5 separate regions of the Mus musculus genome follow, and regions 2, 3, 4 and 5 are each linked to region 1. The links are chromatin contacts, called in public HiChIP or PLAC-seq and Micro-C maps. All regions are on one chromosome and are shown on one strand. Each heading gives the region's core, a stretch centred on a gene start, on an enhancer-like site or on the middle of the called end of the contact. The rest is flanking DNA. Distances are from core to core; before and after follow the strand shown.

The links. Hi-C and Micro-C count contacts between places; a contact is called where the count stands out from the background. HiChIP or PLAC-seq counts read pairs in DNA pulled down with a chosen protein or histone mark.
Region 2: a Micro-C map of B cells shows a contact between it and region 1, with 2.8 times the contacts expected there. The contact joins the promoter of Kcnk13 here to the enhancer-like site in region 1. A contact is called at or near these places in 9 of 39 promoter capture datasets (the C10 cell line, the HPC-7 cell line, embryonic stem cells and 4 more), 1 of 15 datasets of contacts at CTCF or cohesin (pro-B cells), 12 of 484 Hi-C or Micro-C datasets (B cells, the HL-1 cell line, the N1E-115 cell line and 5 more) and 3 of 115 datasets of contacts at active chromatin or transcription factors (bone marrow-derived macrophages and stem cell-derived neural progenitor cells).
Region 3: an H3K27ac HiChIP or PLAC-seq map of microglia shows a contact between it and region 1, with 5 times the contacts expected there. The contact joins two enhancer-like sites. A contact is called at or near these places in 1 of 484 Hi-C or Micro-C datasets (embryonic fibroblasts) and 1 of 115 datasets of contacts at active chromatin or transcription factors (microglia).
Region 4: a contact with region 1 is called in an H3K27ac HiChIP or PLAC-seq map of microglia, with 4 times the contacts expected there. The contact joins two enhancer-like sites. A contact is called at or near these places in 2 of 115 datasets of contacts at active chromatin or transcription factors (memory CD8 T cells and microglia) and 1 of 9 other capture datasets (adipose tissue).
Region 5: an H3K27ac HiChIP or PLAC-seq map of microglia shows a contact between it and region 1, with 4 times the contacts expected there. The contact joins two enhancer-like sites. A contact is called at or near these places in 2 of 115 datasets of contacts at active chromatin or transcription factors (bone marrow-derived macrophages and microglia) and 1 of 9 other capture datasets (adipose tissue).

What each region holds. Positions count from the first base shown.
Region 1 is chr12:99,644,152-99,648,568 of GRCm38.p6, forward strand. Gm19951 (predicted gene, 19951) reads left to right here. Exons shown (of 2, transcript NR_166738.1): 2 at 1,993-3,070. Among named protein-coding and RNA genes, the nearest start is that of Gm19951, 3.3 kb to the left of the region's middle. Within about 2 kb of position 2,985, at least 65 of the 459 cell types and tissues checked have an H3K27ac peak or open chromatin away from gene starts, as enhancers often do. A contact at or near this core is called in B cells, the HPC-7 cell line, adipose tissue and 3 more, where this site is marked.
Region 2 is chr12:99,962,335-99,966,317 of GRCm38.p6, forward strand. Kcnk13 (potassium channel, subfamily K, member 13) reads left to right here and starts at 2,165. Exons shown (of 3, transcript NM_146037.2): 1 at 2,165-2,467; 2 at 2,870-3,946. The coding sequence starts at 3,613.
Region 3 is chr12:99,262,118-99,266,325 of GRCm38.p6, forward strand. The region is part of intron 4 of Foxn3 (forkhead box N3); the gene reads right to left. Among named protein-coding and RNA genes, the nearest start is that of Gm46371, 66 kb to the right of the region's middle. Within about 2 kb of position 2,479, at least 59 of the 459 cell types and tissues checked have an H3K27ac peak or open chromatin away from gene starts, as enhancers often do. A contact at or near this core is called in microglia, where this site is marked.
Region 4 is chr12:99,283,339-99,287,823 of GRCm38.p6, forward strand. All of the region lies in intron 4 of Foxn3 (forkhead box N3), which reads right to left. Among named protein-coding and RNA genes, the nearest start is that of Gm46371, 45 kb to the right of the region's middle. Within about 2 kb of position 1,288, at least 66 of the 459 cell types and tissues checked have an H3K27ac peak or open chromatin away from gene starts, as enhancers often do. A contact at or near this core is called in adipose tissue and microglia, where this site is marked.
Region 5 is chr12:99,304,096-99,308,323 of GRCm38.p6, forward strand. The region is part of intron 3 of Foxn3 (forkhead box N3); the gene reads right to left. Among named protein-coding and RNA genes, the nearest start is that of Gm46371, 24 kb to the right of the region's middle. Within about 2 kb of position 2,591, at least 73 of the 459 cell types and tissues checked have an H3K27ac peak or open chromatin away from gene starts, as enhancers often do. A contact at or near this core is called in adipose tissue, bone marrow-derived macrophages and microglia, where this site is marked.

The DNA.
Region 1 (4,417 bases), core at 1,735-4,234:
ACCCAGGGAGGCCCCTGAGAAATTACCCAATTGTGCTTAATTACAGGAAAGAAACTTCCCTATCTTCTCTACAACAGAGGGTAAAAATGCAGATGCTGCTTGTCCTCGGATTACTGTTGGTACCACAGGGTGTCGAAGCTGGTCTGCCTGTCGATCGGCTTACACTCCTGACCACTCTGTATGGTCAGCCCTGTGATTTCTACACCCTTATCACCCTTATCACAATACACTCAGTCAGTTGATTGTGGGGATAAGAATGCCTTCTTACAATATTTCAGCTCTCCTACTGGAGGGACAAGTCAACATTGGAAGTGTGTCAATAAGCCCAAACCTTTGCCTCCACTGTCTGATGGTCAGTGCCCCAGTAATTGTTCCTTTGTTGATCAGATGCGTGCTAGTTGTTATTCTTCCTTGTCCACATGCCTCAAAGATAGGCAGCCTTATTTTTGGGCTCTTCCCTCTAAGATGCTACAGAGTACGGGGGTGGGGGGGTGGATTGGTTTCGCAACACCCAGGTAATTGGCACCAATTCCTATACTTCAAAATATGTTACAGCTGGTTGCCTCGCACCCCCTGATAAACCGGCTTGTTGGCCATAAGCCGCTCCTCTTCATGTTTCAGATGGTGGTGGTCCCATGGACCACGTTTGAGAAGAATGGGTTCAACAGATAATTCAAGCCCAGATTGATGGCCTCCTTCTCCGCCTCCACCACCACCCAAAGTCCAGAGGCATTAATTTAGACCTCTAGACCATAGATATACGTGTTGCTACTCATAAAGCCCTAAATGTTTCCAACCCCTCCCTGGCCAGGGATTGTTGGCTGTGCCTTGCATTGGGAGCCTCTTGGCCCCTTGTAATACCCCTGCTTCATGAATCCACTATCGTCCCCTCCCAAGATAATTGTAGTTACACGGACCAAGGAGTCTAACGCATGCACGAGTCAGGGGCTCGTCCGAAAGCCGCCGTGGCGCAAAGAAGGTGAAGGGCCCCGCCCGGGGGCCCGAGGTGGGATCCCGAGGCCTCTCCAGTCCGCCGAGGGCGCACCACCGGCCCGTCGCGCCCGTCGCGCCGGGGAGGTGGAGCACGAGCGTATGCGTTAGGACCCGAAAGATGACGAACTATGCCTGGGCAGGGCGAAGCCAGAGGAAACTCTGGTGGAGGTCCGAAGCGGTCCTGACGTGCAAATCGGTCGTCCGACCTGGGTATAGGGGCGAAAGACTAATCGAATCATCTAGTAGCTGGTTCCCTCTGAAGTTTCCCTCAGGATAGCTGGCGCTCTCACTCTTACCCGACACACGCAGTTTTATCCGGTAAAGCGAATGATTAGAGGTCTTGGGGCTGAAATGATCTCAACCTATTCTCAAACTTTAAATGGGTAAGAAGCCCGGCTCGCTGGCGTGGAGCCGGGCGTAGAATGCGAGTGCCTAGTGGGCCACTTTTGGTAAGCAGAACTGGTGCTGCGGGATGAACCGAACGCCGGGTTAAGGCGCCCAATGCCGACGCTCATCAGACCCCAGAAAAGGGGTCTTTTAAGTTCTTACCAAACAATTTTAATGTATCCACCTTAATGTATAGCTCTTTTAAGAATGATTCCTTTGATGCAGATCTTGGCCTAGCCATGTTTATCTCATGCACCAGTTATGTTACCTTCTCTGCCTCAGGCTGTTTGGGTGCGGGGGGAAAAGTGTATGTATGCGGTGATAACGTGGCTTCCCCCTTTCTCCCTGTAAATTGGACTGGTTCCTGTGTGCCGGCCTTACTTTCGCCAGATATAGAGATTATACGAGGAGACGAGCCTGTTCCTCTGCCCAGTTTTGCTATGTTTGTCCCCCAGACATAAAGGAGCTGTTCAGCTTATCCCACTTTTGGTTGGATTAGGGATATCTGGGGCACTGGCTACTGGCTCTGCTGGAGATGGGGTGGCTCTAGATACTTACAATGAGCTGTCCCAACAGTTGATTGATGACGTTAATATGGTTTATCATTTATAGGGTCAGTAAAAGATCTTCAAGATCAAGTGGATTCCCTGGCAAAAGTGGTCCTACAAAATAGACGAGGCCTTGATTTACTAACTGCAGACAAGGGAGGTATCTGCTTAGCTTTACAGGAAAAATGCTGTTTCTATACAAACAAGTCTGGGATCGTCGGAGACAGAATCAGAAAACACCAAGAAGACCTAGAAAAAAGACGTCAAGAACTCTTCGCCAATCCCATGTGGAGTGTCTGGAATGGAGTGTTGCCTTACCTCCTTCCCCTCCTTGCCCCGGATAGGATTTCTTTTACTTATCTCTTTTGGACCCTGGGCATTTAGGAAGGTCACAGATTTGGTAAAATCAGAAATAGATGCAGCCTTTAAGAAGCCAGTGTCGCCTTTAAGAAGCCAGTGTCACCTTGAAGTCTGAGACATTGGCCAAGATACTTATGCTGAGCCCCCAGGCACCCCTTCGGTAGGCCTAGATTTCACAGTCCTAGACCCAGGCCCCGACCAAGGGTGCTTTGGTAAGCTATGGAGACATCAATGACAGGAATAGCATGATGCCACATACCAGGAGGCACACCCATGATAGGCTGTAGAGCATCTCAATGACAGGATTATTGCGAGTCCATGATCCAGGAGCCCACTCTGAATTGACAGTGCTGGGTATGGAGGCCATTTGCATAGCCTAAGACAGAGACTCTACCCTCAGACCCAACCATGTCGGGTGCTGGTTGTGGATGCACATCATGTAGCCTAAGACAGATGCTCCATCTATAATATAAAAGAGAGGGAAATGTTGGAGACTGACACTGAGCCATAAGCCAAAGTTCCCCTCCCTTCTTGAGAAACTTCTGACCTTTTGAAATGACAGCTGACAGAATATCAAGATCAGATAATAGTATCTGCAAACTTTCTGAGGAAAACCACAGAATGTTCCCTGAGCTAAGAGTAGATACTACGTTCCCAGGCAGTTAAGCAGAACTACCCCTCCCCCCAGGCTGAGGCACAGGCAAGGTTCTCCCTCTTTACTTCCTCCTTCTTACTGCTTATATTCTGTAACCTTGCTCACAATAAACAGACCTTGACAACCATTGCTTAGTCTCGCTCCTTCTTTCTCCCTTGTTTCTCTTTCAGTCATGGTCCCCCTCGGATCCCACGAATAACTGAGTCCTGCGGGTCAGGACAGAAATGCACGGTTTCTTCAGCCACACTTTCCGTATCCAGGGGGTAAGAATGTAAGAATGGGCAGTAGCAACGTCCTATAACGTTTTAGGAGTTCTATGGACACCTCTGTCCAACAACGCAGAAGAAGGCTTATCATGCCTGGTGTTGGAGGTTTTGTTAGGTGCTCTATGGCTCTCGGAGTGAGCATTGTCAGCTCAGATAGTGGGAAAAATTCATCTCTCTCTCTCTCCGTCCCTTCTCTCCCTCCCTGTCTTCCTCCCTCCCTTCCCCCTCCTCTTCCTCCCCCCTCCTCATATGTACTATAAGTATTTTTAGGTAGATAGTCAAAAATATGTTTCAACAAAGTCCCTCACTGATTGAAACTCACTAAGTAGGCTCGGTTGGCTGGCCAGTGAGCTTCAGGGTTCTGATGTCCCTGTTTCCCCAGTGTCAGGATTACAAGCATAAACCACTGCATCTCGATTTTATTTTTAACATGGATTCTAGGGGTCCAGCTGAGGTCCTCGTGCACTTTAGAGACCCAGTGTCTCCTAGCCCACACAGAGAGGTTGTTCTTGAGACAGCCGTGGAACCCTGTCAGCCCTTGAAAGTTCTCTTTCTACTCTTAGATGTCCTTTCTTGACTTTGGTTTTCTTCCAATGGTTGATGCCTGTGGCTTCAGGACACTGATGCCAGAAGCACCTGGGCATTTTAAGCTCATTGAAAAAGTCTACATATTTTTCTTTTTCTTATATGTGTGTATGTGTGTGTACATGTGTACATGTGTGGGGCACACATTTATGTGTAAGGCCATAGGCTGATGTCAGGAATCATTCTTGTCCCTTTCCTTCCTTTTCTTTTGAGGCAGGGTCTCTCAATCAAACCCAGAGCACACAGATACAGATAGTCTTGCTGGATAGCCTGCTCTGGAGTTTCCATCTCAGCCTTCTAAGCTGGAGTTACAGGAGGGACGCCAGGATTAATGTGGAACCTGGAGATCCCAACTCTCCAGTCTCTTCTTGCTTATGTGACAAGCTCTTTTTGGAGCCTTCTCTGCAGCCTAAAGTCTATATTTTAAGTCCAAATGTACATCCTATCTAGTCAAAATCCAGCAGATAATTATCAGGTGATGTGATAAACAGATGCAGTCAGAAGTTTATTTTATTTTATTTTATTTTATTTTATTTTATTTTGAGACAGGGTTTCTCTGTATAGCCCTGCCTGTCCTGGAACTCACTTTGTAGACCAGGTTGGCCTCGAACTCAGAAACCCGC
Region 2 (3,983 bases), core at 915-3,414, 320 kb after region 1:
AGATTCATAAAAGATGTGCAAGATCCCTGCACTATAACAACAAGGGGGAGCTACATATATGAAGAGATAGATTCATTCATGAATTATCAAAATATCACTTCTTCCCAAAACAGATTTAACGTAGTCCTAATCAAGATAACAGACTTTTTCTGTGCCTATGTTTAAAATGTCTGTCTTAAAAACCACAGTTCTTTGATTTTTTAAAACGGAAACAATTCATTACATCCAAAGAAATATCGAAAAAAGAAGAGCTAAGTTGGAGACTTTGCATTTCTTGACTTCAAGAGCTATAAAAATTCATTTAAATATTTTTAATGGGCATAACAACTAGATCAATAGATAACGGTCAAAAGAAAAGATTCCTGAAATAAATGTATTCTTACTTTCCTTCTCAATAATTGCCATTAGAAAAAGTGAGTATATTTTTGGACAAGGTGAACTTTGTCTCACATGCATAATAAATAAACTCTATACCACACAGACCAACCATACAAAAGTAGGGGAGAGACAAAGAACATATGCAACCTTGAAAGCAATAATATAATGCACAAAGTATATCAATCATTACAGACTGGAAAACTGGTCTTTAACAAAACTGAAAACTTTGTCAGGAAACTTTTTTAAAACAAGTAGGTATTCCAGAGAAGAAGAAAAATAATGGTAATAATAGTTGCAAAATACACACCTAAGAAAGGACTGGTAGTCTAGATTATATAAAACACTGCCCTTCAATAACAGGGACCATTGTGTGTGTGTGTGTGTGTGTGTGTGTGTGTGTGTGTGTGTGTGTGTGCATGTTGTATGTGTGTGCACATGTGTGCATGTGGAAACCAGAGGGGCTCTCACTGAACCGAGAGTTCACTGACTTGGCTACGGAACTGTGGCTAGCCAGCTCCACTTGGCCCTACCTGCTCAGGAGGAGTAGGATGTCAAAAGTCCACAGCTATGCTCATCCTTCTGTATGTGTGTTGGGGAGCTGAACTCTGGTCCTCACACTGTGATGAGCACATTACTGACTTGGCCATCTCCCCAGCTCCAAAACCAAGCTTTTAAGTGGGCAAAATAGTCCAACCATTTACAAAAGTCCAATATACAAGGTGTCCAGAGAACACAAAACCCCAAGGAGATAAGTTTATGTGCCTGTATACAGAAGGCTTAAAAATAAAATGGCTGGCTCTGTCAACAGTCTATAGGATGTGGACACTGCATTGTTGTGGGTTAGAAAAAGCTAGTTTGAAATGATGTCAGTCGGTACACTTCAGGAACACACTTTACACAAGACACATAACTGGTTCTTATGAATACAGAGACCTGAATAAACAAAACCAAGTTCTATAAAGGAGAAATATTCCATGGTGGAAAAAGAAATCAGAATAGTGGCTACCTCTGCAGGAATGTGGGTGGGGATTTACTGGGAAGATATTTGTGGGAGCTTTAATCCTTTGGTGGCTTTTAGATGATAAGGGAGGGAGGCCACCATTGTTTGGCTCCCAAAGTTATCAGGACTCACCTAATGGTACAATGACATGTCATTGCATGCAAATTTTACCACAAAAGCAAAAATCCGAGGATAGAGCTCTTAATAATGGCCAATACTGGCTGGAGATGGGGTGAAAGTGTGTGGGTGTCTACAACCATTCAAAGTGCATCCTGAGTGGGTTGGTGACTAGAAAGGAATGGGTAAATATAAGCAAGCCTGGTAAACTGTCACTTGTAGAATCTAGGTGGTGGTGTGTTGTGTCATTGTAAACGTCATTCGATTTTGATGTACTTGAGATGTTTCTTAAACTAGTAAAGGTAATTGGGTTACTCACCCTGGGTGTGAACTCAATACCCTCTAAAGTTCTTCCTCCCCAGGAGACACAATGCAAGATAAACGGTCTGTTAGTTACTCTCACCAAAATCATTTGCATCTATTCAACAGAACTGCAAGCTTTTCTAGTTCTGTTTCTGGCTAGTATCGTGGGTGGGTCTCCTGGGACCACTCTCTCTCTCTCTAAAGGCGGAGAAATTCTGTTTAGACCGTGGGTGGCTATGAATCCATTCCTTCACACAGCTATATTCGATCCCCTGTGGCTAAACTGCTGGGAACCAGGTGTGTCTGGAGGGCACGCAGCGCCCTCTTCTGGCCTGAGAGGAACCCACGCAGACCATCGAGGCTCTCGACCTATCTGTTAAGCAACCACTCCAGGGATCTGCACTCCCTGGTAGAAGCATCGCTGTTTAGAGGTCCAGGCGAGCGCCAGCGGAGGAGACCTGAGCAGGAGACTGGCCCTGAGGCCAAGGGGCGGGTACCGGGTGGAGTCGCCTCGGTTGGCAGCTGCAGAGCTCCACCTGTTGCAGTTTTTGAGCACTCCACAGAGAAGGCAGCTCTGGGCACGGACTTCTGCTCTCAGCCCCACTGGGCAGGGCAAGGCCACTTGAGAAGGGAAGCCAGGAACCATCCTGAACCTGTTCCACAGAGCAGGTGCGTTTGGGAAGGTGAGACGCGAAGGCGACGGCGGCTCCAGAGCTCATGGCAAGTTGGGGGTCTCTGGGTGGGCGCCCCAGCGGTTCACAAAAGAACCTTGTTGCCGGCTTACATGTTGTAGCTTGGAGTTCTCAGCTCAGCGCCACTGACTGCGCAAGAACTACAGAGCCGAGGCGATCAAAACCGGGTGAAAGAGATGGAACTCTTCTGGCCGCTGTCCTTGGCCGGTTCTCCGGGAGATGGGCTGGCAGGGCCGGCACGTGTGGACAGAGAACGCCCGGTGCAGGCCCTAGAGGCCAAGGGCGATCTGGTATGGGGGAAGTCAAGGAAGGCTCCCTGGGAGGATGCTTCTAACTTCCTTCACTGTTCCAACCTCCCCCTCTGTTCTCCTCCCCACAGCGGTCCGCCCTCGTGCTGCCGTGGAGCCTGTGTGCCCAGCAGAGATCCGAGCCGGCTGATCTGCCTCTTCGCACTGTCCCTGCGTCCGTGCGTCTGCCCCAAACCCGTTCCGACCTCTGAGCCCTGGTTATTCTGGTGGATAGAGGCTCTCGGCAGAACATTGTCACTAATACGCAACACAGATCCACCTGGAGAGGCACCGAAGACAGAGAACAGCCCGTATCCCAGCCATCACAGCTTGGAAAGCAATGCTCCGAGGAACCCGGACCTTGATGTGAAGCTTACCCGCCGATTCTCTCTGGACCCACGACCTTTTTTTTCTTCAAGAGGAGTTCAAGTTCTAGGGAGTTTGCCTTGAAGGCACGCCACGCCCCCTCCCCAATCTGAGCCGAATTAGGAGCTCGGGTGAACCCGGGTCGCCCGCACCCTCGCACCAAGTCGAAGCAGATTCTGTGTCCCGACCCTCTGGTCTTCAGCCTTAAGGAGAACTCCAGAGAGGACAGGGAGGCGGCGACGACAAAGCGGATTCGAAACCACGAGTCCAGGCGGACGTGGGGAGCTGGCTACACAGGAACCACCGAGGAGGCGGCGGCGGCCGGGAGATCCACGCCGCCTTGGGGAACGCGCGGCGGGCATGGGCGAGCCCGCACGCAGAGCAGGCTAAGGTCGGCAGAGCACATCCTCCCCGGGGCGTGGGCACAAGTCCGCGGGCAGCAACCCTCGCGGAGCTGTCCTCCAGTGCCATGGCTGGCCGCGGTTGCGGCTGCAGCCCCGGCCACCTGAACGAGGACAACGCGCGCTTCCTGCTGCTCGCTGGGCTCATCCTGCTCTACCTGCTGGGCGGCGCCGCAGTCTTCTCCGCGCTGGAGCTAGCGCAGGAGTTGCAGGCCAAGCAGCGCTGGGAAGAGCGCCTGGCCAACTTCAGCCGGGGCCACAACCTGAGCCGTGAAGAGCTGCGAGGTTTCCTCCGCCACTACGAGGAAGCCACCAGGGCGGGCATCCGCATGGACAGCGTGCGCCCTCGCTGGGACTTCACGGGCGCCTTCTACTTCGTGGGTACAGTGGTTTCTACCATAGGTAAGTGAGCCGCCTGGTCACACCATGCCCCTAGTTC
Region 3 (4,208 bases), core at 1,229-3,728, 380 kb before region 1:
GTCCGGGAACTCAGAGATCCAAAGCCCTCTGCCTCTGGAGTGCTGGGACTAGAAGTGTGCACCACCACGCCCAGCCCTCTGCTATTATTAACCAGCCACGGGGCCTTTGCACTTGCCCTCTGACCACAGAGCTTCTTGCGCCAGTTGGAGCACATTTGGGACTCTGCATCAGATTTTCAGGAAGGCCATTCTGAGCTACTTGGTCTAAAACTAACACCTCACCCTCGACAGAGCCTGATCTCTACTTTGCTTGGTTCTTCGTTTTGGGCACTGAGCCAGACCTGAGACCAAATTACACATTCACTGCTCTGCTTGCTTCCTGCTACCATAGAAAATGCCACCAGGGCAAAGACCCTACAACCGGCTCACTGCCTCTTGATAGATTCTTTCAAACAGGCAAACTGATGACTGCCAGTTTAGTTCTGCTCTTCACACTCGTGCATCCAGGCGGCTGATCTGTAGTTAAGCGTGCATGTGTGCGGCAGAGCCGGCTGTGACTCTGGCCATAACTTCTCTCCGGGGCTAGATTTAGTCAAACTGGACCTGAGACGTAGGAGATGTAGGTGGTGCTGTATTTACAGATAAGAGACACTCCCGGGAGAAACTGAGAGCCGGAGGGATTTCTTCTGGAAGGTTCTCTAAGCACGGGCTACCGCAGGTCTGTGGAAAACCCCTTTAACCTGACAGGCAACAGTCAACGTGAACCCCACACGGCCCTCCAGAACACAATGAAAACTTACTTGACTACAGAAATGATTTTGATTTGAAGTAAAAAGGTGAAACTTCAATTAAGTAAAATCCCAAGAGCAAACGATCTGAGAAACTGGAGATTTGGGGGAAGGGGAAGGTAGGCATATTTTTTTTAAAAAAAATCCATTTGAATGGTTTAAGCAGCTTATTCAAGTGGGATACTTTAAAATGCCAGGAATTCAACCTCTTGATTCAAGAGCTCTGGAATTCAAGTGCTTCAAATTGAGAAAATAATACACAAGCAAATGGTTGTAATTTCTTCTTTGTGCATCCTGGCATTGTGTCTCCCACATACCCAACTCTGTGCATGGCTATCTTTCCCCCAAGGATCTTGAGCCTCTGGTGGGAAACCATGGAGCCAGTACAAACACCAACTCATCTGAATACCAAACATCGTTCCATAATTGAAATTATAAAGAAAGCTCTTGCCTTAAAAATACAAACACAGGTAAATTAGGAATCTCCGGGGCACACTGAAATGAGTCTCCCGAGAGTCTGAACTTCACCGATAGGCTCTCTTCACTAAAGCCTGCCAACGGTGGAAAGGAGCATTCTCCAATGCATCACCCACTGTCACCGTCTCTCCCTTTTCATGTGACAGAGTCCTCATGGCAGACAGCTCAGGTAAGCGTCTGAGGCAGAAGCTGTCGGTGAGGGAGGATCTGTTGACAAGCACCTACCATAGTCTGTGAGGGGGCCGCCGGGAGGCGGCATCAGGTACTTGAGGCCGCACACCTTCCACAGGCACCTACCTAGACAGATGCAGCTTTCTAGGAAAGAGACATCCTTTTCAGAATGTTTCATGTAGACATGGTCATGCTGCAAGGGGGATAATTGCTACACCACTCATTTGGAAGGCACTCAGCAAGCACCTATTATACACGGGGGACTCTGGCGACTGAGGGAGGAAAGGCTCATGGTCCCCGCTCAATCAGGAGACACAGGCACAAGCCAGCAAGGGACAATGCCAGAAAAGACACAGCAGTGTGCGAGATTCCAACAGGAATTTGGACATGCTCCTATTACAGCCAGTGGGCCAAAGCTGTATGCTTCTCCCTAGCTGGGGCTTCTGATGGTCTGAACATATTTTCATTGCTGGGAAAAAAAAAAATCAAAAAAAGGAAAAATAACTCCTGACACATGAATGTGATATGAAATTCAAATATTAACGCCCATGAATAAAGATTGTTTCTGAACTGAGTCATGACCGTTAGTGTTCATACCGACTTGGCTGAACCCCACCTCTGCCAGCAGAATGAAGCCATTGGATGACATGGAAAGCCACAACATTCGGCATGTTGCCCTTTCCCGAAAAGGCGCAAGAGAGCATGACTGAAGGTTGGGGTTTTGCTTCTGATAGTGGGATACAAATACGTATGAAACCATTAAACTCCAGCTTGCTGTGTGATAATTAGTGAGACAGCAGTTTGGAGAGAGCCCACAAAAACTGCTGCTTACAAAGGAGGTCACCCTTTGATGTCTCCATTTCACAGAGGAGAACCTGGACACAGACATCCAACTTTCCCTTCATGCCCTGAGGAGTGACCCAGTCAGAGAGAAACCCTAACGTTTCTGCCATTGTCATGCATGTGCCCGGCTCGGGCTGGAAGCATGCTATTAACTCTGAAATTCGAGAGGAAAGAGGAAGAATCTAGATGCAAAGTTCTGGGTTTACATTCAGTGCTTTCATCAAAAAGGGGAACAAAAGGGGAACAAACAGAACTCATGCACTGGAGCAAGCCTTTGTGTGTCCTCCCATGTCATGCCTCCCGCCTCCCAGGCGCTTCCTGTACCCACTGGTGAGCAGCTCACTGGTCCTGTGGGACAGTCTAGGCTATCTGGCTTAAGTCCCCAAATCCCTTCCTTTGCTGTGGTACTTCTCTGAGCCAACTCAGCCATCGGGTTCCCAACTTGTCAGTCTTGGGAAGCCAAGATTTCCAGTCTATGATGGCACGGAGACTGGACTATAATATTCATCCCCAAAGCACCTTGCTTTTACTTGAAACAGGGCTCGGTTAAATGTGTAAGAACATGACACTGCTTTAACTTGCCAAGAGGAACTTGAGCTTTATAGTTTACACAGAATGTGGGATGTATTTGGTCCACTATGATACAGGGTTGAGCCTTCAAATATAAAGAGTCCTCAGAGTTAATCAAGTACTTAAGGTATCACACTTTCTTTCCACATGATCACAATCAACTACCATCTCCTTTACTGAGTATTTCTTCATTTTTAACCTATTTCTTTTGTATCATATAATGCAACATGCTTCTTGGCAGCTATGTCCGCGTCCAAACAACACACAGGCCACTAATTCTCCAAAAGCTGCAGGAAACAAGAGATAATCATTACAAAGCATCCAGGACCTGGAAGCACTGTGAGGAAGGAAGAGGTTAAGTAGCGCCAACTGGGATAATAATTCAGTTAACCAGAGGTAAAACCATAGAGCCTAGAGCTTAAGAGGAACTCTCTTACTCTGACTTTGGGAAGCCTATCATGCTACCAGAGGCTCTGTGAAGATACCCAGATTCTAGGTGAAGCCTACATTTACCTAAGCCTCTGCTCTCCATTTCTCTGGGGGGATAAAAGGTAAGCAGAAATATGGCTGTATCAAAAGAATACAAGCCAGGCATGGTGGTGCATACCTACAATCTTAGCACAGAGGCAGGGGATCAGTTTAAGGCTTTCCCTATAACACATTGAGTTTAAGGCTACAGGAGACCCTGCCTCAAAAAAGCTGACTAACTAAAGAAAGATACAATACAAACTGAATTTGGCATTTGCGTGAGCTTTTAACTGGGGCAGAGAATACAGTACCATTTCCTCGGGTGGGTAGTTTTGAGGCACTGGGGTGACCAGGTTTACTTGGGGAGGTGGGGAACCTCTGTACAGCGATAAGAGGCAAGGTCAGGCAGAGGGTTATAAAGGCATGAAGCATCTGCAGCTTGGTCCCTGTGCTGATCTTGGGGACAGGGCCAGAGACTGCCTGAAGCCACTAGTTTAACTATAAATGGCTCCCTCCTTGTCAGTGTTCGGCAAGGGCAGAATGTAAGCCAGCCTGGGTCTGGAGAAAACTGGCCCAGGGGACTGTGCATCTGGCGGTGTCCTCGGCCTGTGTGCACAGGGGGCTCATGGACATGGAGAAACAATGACCTGCGGGGACCTAGCAATCTCTTCTAGGATACTAAGGGTTTAAACAAGTGACCCTGAGGACTCTCGAGGGAGGGCTGCCCAGGATCAGAGCATCTCTGCAGTGCTTCAAGGTGGACAATCTGGTCTAAGTTCACCTGCTAGGTGTGTTCTCCGTTTTGCTAGATGTGGCCTCTAAGGAAGAAGTAAAGGACCCTTTCCAAGCATACCCTAGGATAAAGAAACCCATTTCAAGTTCAGAGTGAGTAAAAAGGGTGGTGGTGGAAGGTCTTTATTTTATTCTCAGTCATGTCTAAAATGTCTGGCT
Region 4 (4,485 bases), core at 38-2,537, 360 kb before region 1:
AACGAATGCTGTGCCTTTTAATTCTCACCAAGTTCATCAAGTTGGGACTCTTGCTTTTTGGACTGGGCAGGAAGCAGAGGCCTGCACCAGTCAGATGAGCTGCTTGAGGGCACATGGTTGGGGCGGCAGGGGCATGTCATCCCAGGGTTCCATTACCCACATCTGGAGAGCCTGCAACTTTCTTCTACAGGCTGCAAGGACCACTGAGAGTAACGATCTCTTTAAGGCCATTCCACTTAAGAACCTGGGCTACACACATGTGCACACAAATGTAGGCACACATCCCATTGTGTGCGTGATGGCACAGATATGAAAACCCTAAGGCCTGCCGCTTGGCAAGGGCTTAGGAAGGAAACCCACAGGGAGCAGAAAGAATGGATATAAACTTGGCTTCGGAAGCTTAGAGGGGGTAATTTTAAGTCCACTTCTGAAACCATCATTTGAACAGCTTGCTCAGAACACATCCTAAAAGCTTCATTATCCTTAAGTCTTTTGGTAATTTTACAAAAATATTTCTAGACCTCCACCCCAGCAGTTCCACAGAGCTTCAAGGGGAATGGCTTTTCCTTTCCAATTGTACTTAAAGCCAGGGCTCTTTGATAAGACACATGTTACTTATGGCAACAGGATCCAAAGCTGTTTCATCTCTACACTTCATAGTCTTGTTACGGGTATAATTTAATAGATTTCAGAAACATTCCTAAACGCTATGCAATCTAAAAGAAAACATTCCTATTGATGTATTTAGTCTAAAGTTACATCCATAAAAATGAACATCAAGTAAGATCAGTGCTCAGCAGTAGGGTTATTCTTTGTACTAACCTTCCAGTGGCTAATTCTAGGACTTTCTATTCTCCATCCAATCTTTAGCAATCATAAAGTGTATGTTGGGGGACTGGCTCCATAGGTAAAGCAATTCTCTGTGTAAGTGTGAGGACCTGAATTCAAACCCCAGGAGCTCAGTGCAGGCCCCTTACTGGAGCAGAAAAGCAGAGGCAGGAGGATGCCTGGCAGCTCCCAGGTCAGCTAGCCTGAAGTACTTAGGTGAAAAGACCCTGTCTCAAAAAAGGCAGACACATGTACGAAGACTGGAGGATGTCCTCTGCCCTCAACACTTGGACCACAGCACGGGCATACCTACAAGTATGTGCGGTGTGTGTACACACATAGACACACAAAGACACACACAGACAAAAGACAGACAGACACACAGACATACACACACAGAGGGGAAGTGGGGGAAACAGATGCCTTGCCTCTTGAGGAAGTCTCTGGTAAATGTTTTCAATTTCCTGTCCTCAGCCTTGCTGGCCATAACGTCTTACTCAGCAGTCTGCTCACAGGGCTGCTTTCTCAGAGGGCAATATGAGACTTCCATGAAGACAGTTATTAGAGACAGGGGTCTGGAGATTAGCTAAAGTTAGGGTCAAGCAGGGAAATGCAGACTATGGAACTGAAGGGGCCTTCGACTGTACAGCAGGCTACTGGCATGGGAAGTTTAGACAGCTGGGCTCACAGGTGTGGGGGGTGCGGCTCAGCTCTTGCCTGGCACACTCAAAGCCTTCAGTCTCCATCATATACCAACTGAACATGCTAACACAAGCCTGCAATCCCAGTACTTGAAAGGTAAATGGACATTGCAAGTCTTAGGTATACTACATACCTAAGACCCTTCATTCCAAAATAAATAAATAACCGGACCAGCAAAGATCAAAATGAACTAGCGGCCTCTTTGAAAGTCGTACTTCCTTGTTATTTTTTAATGAGCATAAAAGCATGTTCCAAAGCACACAGAGAAAGATTAGAGGAGCCCAGGAGCACCCCTCCAACTTCACCTCTGTAAACAGACCGGCACGCTGACAATTACTGAAGCTCCAGAAAAAGCTTTCCTCACTGCAGGACAAAAAGACAAACAATGCGGAGGAAGACTCAGAGTCTACCCCGGGCCAAGGAGAACAGAAGGCAGTGGGCATCTGAGGGCAAATGTGGAGAGGGGCTGCCCCCTCCCTGTAAGTGCTAAGGTTTTTTAGTGGGCACGCCTGGGGGCAGTAAGCAGATTTATGCAAGAGGTGAACGCCCTCCTTTGCACAGTGGACAAAAGAGTCAGCTTGCGGAAGGGATGAAAGATGCCAGAAAGCCCAGGGCGAGCTGCCACTTGTGAAAGGGACAGGCGGGCGGGGGAGGGTCTCAGAAAACCCAACAAAACCAGAGATGCGGGCCCTTGGAGTCAAGAACTCAGTGCCAAAGAGTGGTCCCTGAATCCTGCTAGGATCAGCAAAGAGATGCTGGCTGGGCTGACGTTCAGAGTGGAAACTGACAAGAATGCTCCTGGGAAGATTTTGTGGTGTTTCTCCATGAGTGTGTGGAAGAGCGAACCCTTTGGAGATAGACGAGATGAACAGGTGAATGCTGGTCCTGAGGAGTAGATTCACAGGAAAGGGCGTTGCCAAAAAATGAACACAGTGAGCCCCTCAGGGACGGTAGTGGTGGCGTGACAGTTAAGCACTGATTGCTCTTGCGGGTCACCTGGGTTTGGTTCCTGGCACCCAAATGGCTGCTCACAACCATTTGTAACTCCAGTTCCAGGGCACACCCTCTCCTGACGTCTGTGGGCTCTGCACCCATGTGGTACACAGATATACATGCAGGCAAAACAACCATACACCTAAGATTATAATAATAATAATAACAACAACAACGCTTTTTTTTTTGTTTCCTGTCTCACCATGTGACCTCTTCTCTGCGTGTTCCTATCACTGTAATGCCAGGGTCATGAGGCCCTTGTCGGAGGAAGAATTACAAGGGCTGGCTCTCTGTGCCTTACACTTTCAGACTGTGAACAACCTCGTTTCTTTACAATTTATCCTACTTCAGCTATTTTGCTATAGTAATGGAACTCACACTATTACAAGGGTTAAGCCACTTGCTTAGGAAGCCAAGATTTCTTTCTAGGTTGTCTGAATCTGTAATACATGACGAACTGAGAGAGCTTTCGGGAACGATCATGTTTGATATCTGGTTGTTCGGGCAGCTGGCAAACACATTCTGCCCATCTTCTTGGATCCACCAAAGACAGGTAAAGGTCACACTTTTTCCCTCGTTCATTTTGATTTTTAGGCATTGCTAGGGAGGGTCAGGGCTGTAATTCAGGGAGGAAACTGTCCCAGAGGGACGTTTCTCAGTTTACACTGAAGACTGCATGGCGTTTCCTATGCATCTTGACTGAAGGCATGGAGTTAATGAGGACCAGGGCTTGGGGATCTGACTCAAAACCTGAGTTTTCTGAGCATTCACCCTCGAGCCTTCTGTGGCATGAAATAAAACCAAGTGGGAATTCCCTCATCTATCTATCAGTGAACCGCATGGCCGGGCTATGGCAGCAGAGGGCTGCGGTGGGCAGGTGGGAGCAGCCCCAGCATGAAGCCAACCCAGGACATGGATAATCCCACTCCGCAGAGCAGTGCAGAGCAGTGATCATCATGCATGGTTTCCCAATGCTGCATGCACTGTGCACACACAGAGACAACGTGAATCTGCCAGCAAAGAACTGGTCTGTCTCCCTGCTCCTCCCTTCTGCTGTTGGCTTGTGGCGGCTTAATCCTGCTCTGTGCACTGAAAATGTCTCTAAGGATTTCTTTCCATTTCATTAGTTTATCCTGTGGGCTGTCAGCAGCCAAGAAAGAAAAACCTGTTGGGTGTGATAGAATGCTTTGATTCATTCACTGCATGCTAGGAGCACAGATTTGGTAATGACTTATTTTGATAATAGTTGGTAATGATAGCAGTGGCCCAGTGCTAGCCAGAGTGAAGGAGAAGGAAGGTGAGGGGAAGCCAGAGGAGGCAGGGTGTCAGGTTGTTGATGGGGGAGGTCTGAGAAAGAGTTCTTGTCAGTGCTGTTAGCAGTTGGCTTCAGGCCTTCCCCTCGGTCTGACTAGAAGCTGGGCTGAGCGGCTGAGAGACTGGCCCAGGGCGTCCCTTGGACAGCTCCAGTCTGACACAGAAATGGAGGTGTAGCTTAGTGTGGATGGGTGCGGGAGGTGCTTCTCATGAAACAAACACTGGCAAGTTCAGGGCCATCAGGCCTACGAAGGACAGGAAGAGCAGCAGGGAAGGTCAGGCTCAGCTTGCCCCAAGTTGTAGCAGAAGGCAGGAGGCGAAGGGTGATAGGGTGAGGGGTGTCTTGTGTCCTTTTAAGGTGAGAAACCATCAGAGGCCAGGTGAAGGGGCAGACCAGGGTGAGAAACATCTTTAATTATGAGATACAGACTCATGAAAATAATTCAAGCCACAGTGACCTTTAAATGAAATAACCTAAATCTAACTTTGTAATGCTTGGAGATGGGAAGGGAAATCCTTAAAGAACTTCATTCTTTTTTTAGAAAATAAGACATCATTAAACATATTATATATGTATACACACACACATATATATATATATATATGTACATATACATGTATGTATTTATATATATAAACATTGAAACA
Region 5 (4,228 bases), core at 1,341-3,840, 340 kb before region 1:
TCTGGAAGCAAAAGCCAGAGAACAGTGCTACACTTCCATGGCAGAAGTAAATCCACAATGAACATAGCCTTGGAAAAGTAAAGTCAGCTGGGCCTTGGGGGCATGGGCTTGTAATTCTAGCTCCTGCAGAGGTAGAGGCAGGAGGATCGTAACCGCAAAGTCCGTCTGTGTTACAAAGTTTCTTCAAGGCAGGCCTAGGCAAATTAGTGAAACCCTGTCAAAAGGGGACTAGATACAAAGCCCAGCGGAAGAGCACCTGGCTAGACCTGAGGGAGACCTAAGTTCAATATGTAATACCCCTCCACCCCCACCCCCTCCCCAGGGCAGAGGGGCAGAGACCTCTTGGCGTGTTCAGGGGCTGAAGCGCTACAAAGCTCTACACTGAACACTTCTCCAGACATTTTTCCTAGGTGTAAAAGGAGGGTGTGGCTGCACTGGATATTCTGTTCTTCAGTTTTGATTTTATTTCTTTCAACTGATACATAATAGCTGTGGTGCGTGTGAGTTTCATATGTGTGTATACAGCAGGCAAAGATGATAGCCAGGTAATTGGCATATCCATCACCTCACACACTATCATTTCTTTGTGTTGGGAACAGTCAAAATCTTCCCTACTATTTTGAAGCACACAATTAATTGTTGTCAATCACAGCTACTCTACGGTGCAGGGAACATTAAAGTTATTCTTCCCACAGAACTATTCCCTGTTCCTTCTGCTTCTAATTCCTATGGCATCAGAGAAAGTCCACATAATTAAAGCCTTCAACCTACTCAGGAAAACCTCAGGCTCCTGTGGCCTCCGCTGAGACTGCTTCCTGACACGGGATGTGTAGGTTCTACTTCTCGTCTGCTGCTAACTGGCTGTGGGATGCACCCTTCTCAACAGAACTCTAACCTGAGAGTTCCTGAAGGGTGTGGCTCCTCTCCCTCTCTCCTGCCCTCCTTCTCCGATGCTTCTCTCCACCTCTGCCTTCGTCACGGGAGTCACATGGCCTCAGTTTGAGGACTGCTCCGTTGCTGTTGCTCTTAGCTTTTCTAGGGAAGCTCCTTTATATGTAGGACATCCTTTAACTGCATGGAGCTGCTGAACCTTACACAGGAGATCCATGCACGCACTTAGCAATGTTTTTACCTTTTATATAGTCCAGGCCATCTAGCAGGTGATGAAAGGCACCGGCCTCTGGCTCCCCCTGATCGGTGCCACTTCCAGGTTGCTGAGCGCCACACCTGCTCTGGCTTCCTCCTCTGGCATCCCTCACATTCGTGCTCTTTCATTCTCTGGGTACCAGGCTGCTTGTGGCCTCCCAAGTACAAGTAAATGCTCTCACCTTAGTGTCTACTCTAGGCAGCTACCCTCTACTTAAAGCAGCTGCCTTCCCCATCCTTAATGCAAGCTCTGTTCATTCTACACAATGCTGCCCCTCCAGGCTGTCTCCTTTTCTCCACGCTCCATGTATAAAGTAGATAGAGTCTGTCTTTATATGCATCACACACACTCTTAAGTGGATGGCAACAGCAGGTGTATAGCAAATGCCTCAGAAAGAAAGGGAGGGAGGGAGGGAGGGAGCAGGGTATGGTAGCACAAGCCTTTAATTTCAGCACTCAAGAGGCAGAGGCAGGCAATCTCTGTGAGTCTATAGTCTACATAGTGCCTGGTCTACATACATAGTAAGCTACAGGACACCAGGGCTACACAGTGAGTGAGACCCGTCCCAAAAACAAAAACAAATAATAAAAAGGAAGAATGCTAACTAGCTCTATGAAGTATACAGACCAGTTACCAAAACCCTCTTTTTTTTGCTAAGTGCTCTTTATTCAGAATGGTGACGTCACTTAAAAGTGTCAAGCAGGAATAGTAAGGGATCCAAGGCACACACACACACACACACACGCACACGCACGCATGCACGCACACATGCATCAGCCAGTTCCTGATATCTGTTGACTTTTGTCGTCTGCAGAAGCAAAAGAGAACTGAGAATTCAAACACTGAAAGTCTGGTAGCTGTTTCTGAGTGAGAATAAGTCGCTGTCTTCTCAGACTGGGCACTCTGCAGGGCAGTCCTGCCATCGGCCCCTATCTCTGCATCTGGCTGGACTCAGAGCCAAGGCAACCAAGCACTAAATTAACACTCCCACAGCTGCAAAGGTTCAAGGGCTCTGAACAGGGGTGGCCTACCTAACTGAAGGACAGATATGCATGCCCCTTTGTCTCCCATATCAACAGGCTCAACCTCTGCAGTCCCACAAACGACCCTCTGTCTCTGCGGCTGCTGTTGAATGCAGCTGTCCTGGCTCTTCCTGGTGATCACTCCTCTAAAAATAGCTCTGATGCTGTCGCAGGGAAACTTGAGCAGGTCCTGAAAGCGGATCCCCTTTTAGTCTGAGCTGCTTCGACTTTAAAAAACAGGCAGCTATGAACATACCTTCATGTGTCTGCATGATGCTCAAGTAGTCATGTAGCTCACAGCAAAACACAAAAGATAAGACAACACACACAAAGCCATGCAAATGACAGAGCCGCAGCACCAGGTCTGCCATGTCAGACTGTCGTGTTTGAGCCCAGACTGAGAAACCTGACTGTAAGAGCAGATGCCATGAAGATCCCGGGGACACATCCTGCCAGTCCAGACTTCTGACTGCTTGGGGGAGGGTTAGGGCAGGTGGTAAAGAAATTGATTACATAGAAAGACTTGTAAATATGGGGTACTGGGTTCTTAAAAGTCCTACTAAAATTTGCACCTATTAGCTTCAACAGGACACCAAGATTGTCTGAGTGTGGGGAGTTATCACCAGAGATACAGTCATTTGAACGACAGAGCGGACTTTATACACTACTGCATCTTTAACAATAATTTCTTAACAAGACAAAAGGATTTGCACTTATTGCCAACAGCTTGCTGGCAGCCAACACCAGGCAGGATGAGCTGCCTGGCAAGAGTCAAGCCAGCTCCCCTCCCCACCCCCACCCATCAGAAAGGGCCACTTCTAGATCTAGACTAACTTCAAAACAGATAAATATTTAAATTTGATGTTTGTTAAGAAATTGGGATGGAGAATCCAAGAATGACTCTTATTAAATAGATCTATAATGTAGATTTGCCTTCCGTTCATGATCACAGAAACTTAGGTGCTTCTATGACTTTTCTGACTCTCACAAATATGATACTAAACAAATCACACATTTGTATTTCAACCCCCCCCCTCGGCAATCGTATGTGTGTGTGTGTGTGTGTGTGTGTGTGTGTGTGTGTGTGTGTGTTTTAAGAAGAGTGTGAGAAAAGGGGCCTGGGAGACCTAAGCCTTTGTAAAATGTCAGTCACCCCAGATCTCTCAAGGACACAAAAATTCCCACAGGTGCCTAGAACTCTTTACACAAGATAGCACAGTATATGCACACATGCACCAGCTAATCTCTGGGTTACCAAACACAATGCAGATGCTATATAAACTGTTACAATACTGTACTGTTTAAGAAGTAATGATAAAGGGCATGTATAATATGTTCAGGATAAATTCTATTTCAAGGGCTGGAGAGATGGCTCAGTGGTTAAGAGCACTGACTGCTCTTCCAGAGGTCCTGAGTTCAATTCCCAGCAACCACATGGTGGCTCACAACCATCTGTGAGGGAATCCTATGCTCTCTTCTGGTGTGTCTGAAGACAACTACAGTGCACTCATATACATAAAATAAATAAATATATCCTTTTAAAAAATTCTATTTTTTCCCCCAAGTAAATATCCTTGGTTTTGTGGATGTTCAAGCGTGAGGGTGTAGAACCCAAAGATACCCAATCAGGAACCACACCATCATTTTCATGAATTCTTACAGAGGCGGAGCTCAGCAGCTTCCTGAGGAGTCTCCCTTCCTCTTCTTCTGCTCTAAAGAATCTGCTTCATCCCCATGAGGGGAGCTGAGGAGAAGGCGCACGGGCGGGCGGGCGGGCGGGCGGGCGGGCACACACGCGCGCGCACACACAAACACACACACACACACACACACACACACACACACACACACACACCAATCCAGCTCTGTCTCCTGTGTAAAATATACAGCATTTTCTCTAAATTAAACTCTATTCATGTTTAAAGCTAAGCCATACAGCTTAGATGGGAAAGATGGCTTACAGTGTTCCGGAGTGTGGATTAAAAGACCCCTATTTAATGGCATCTGCAGATTACATAAGATTAAATTTTTAGTACCCAGAAATAAAACTTTAGTGGAC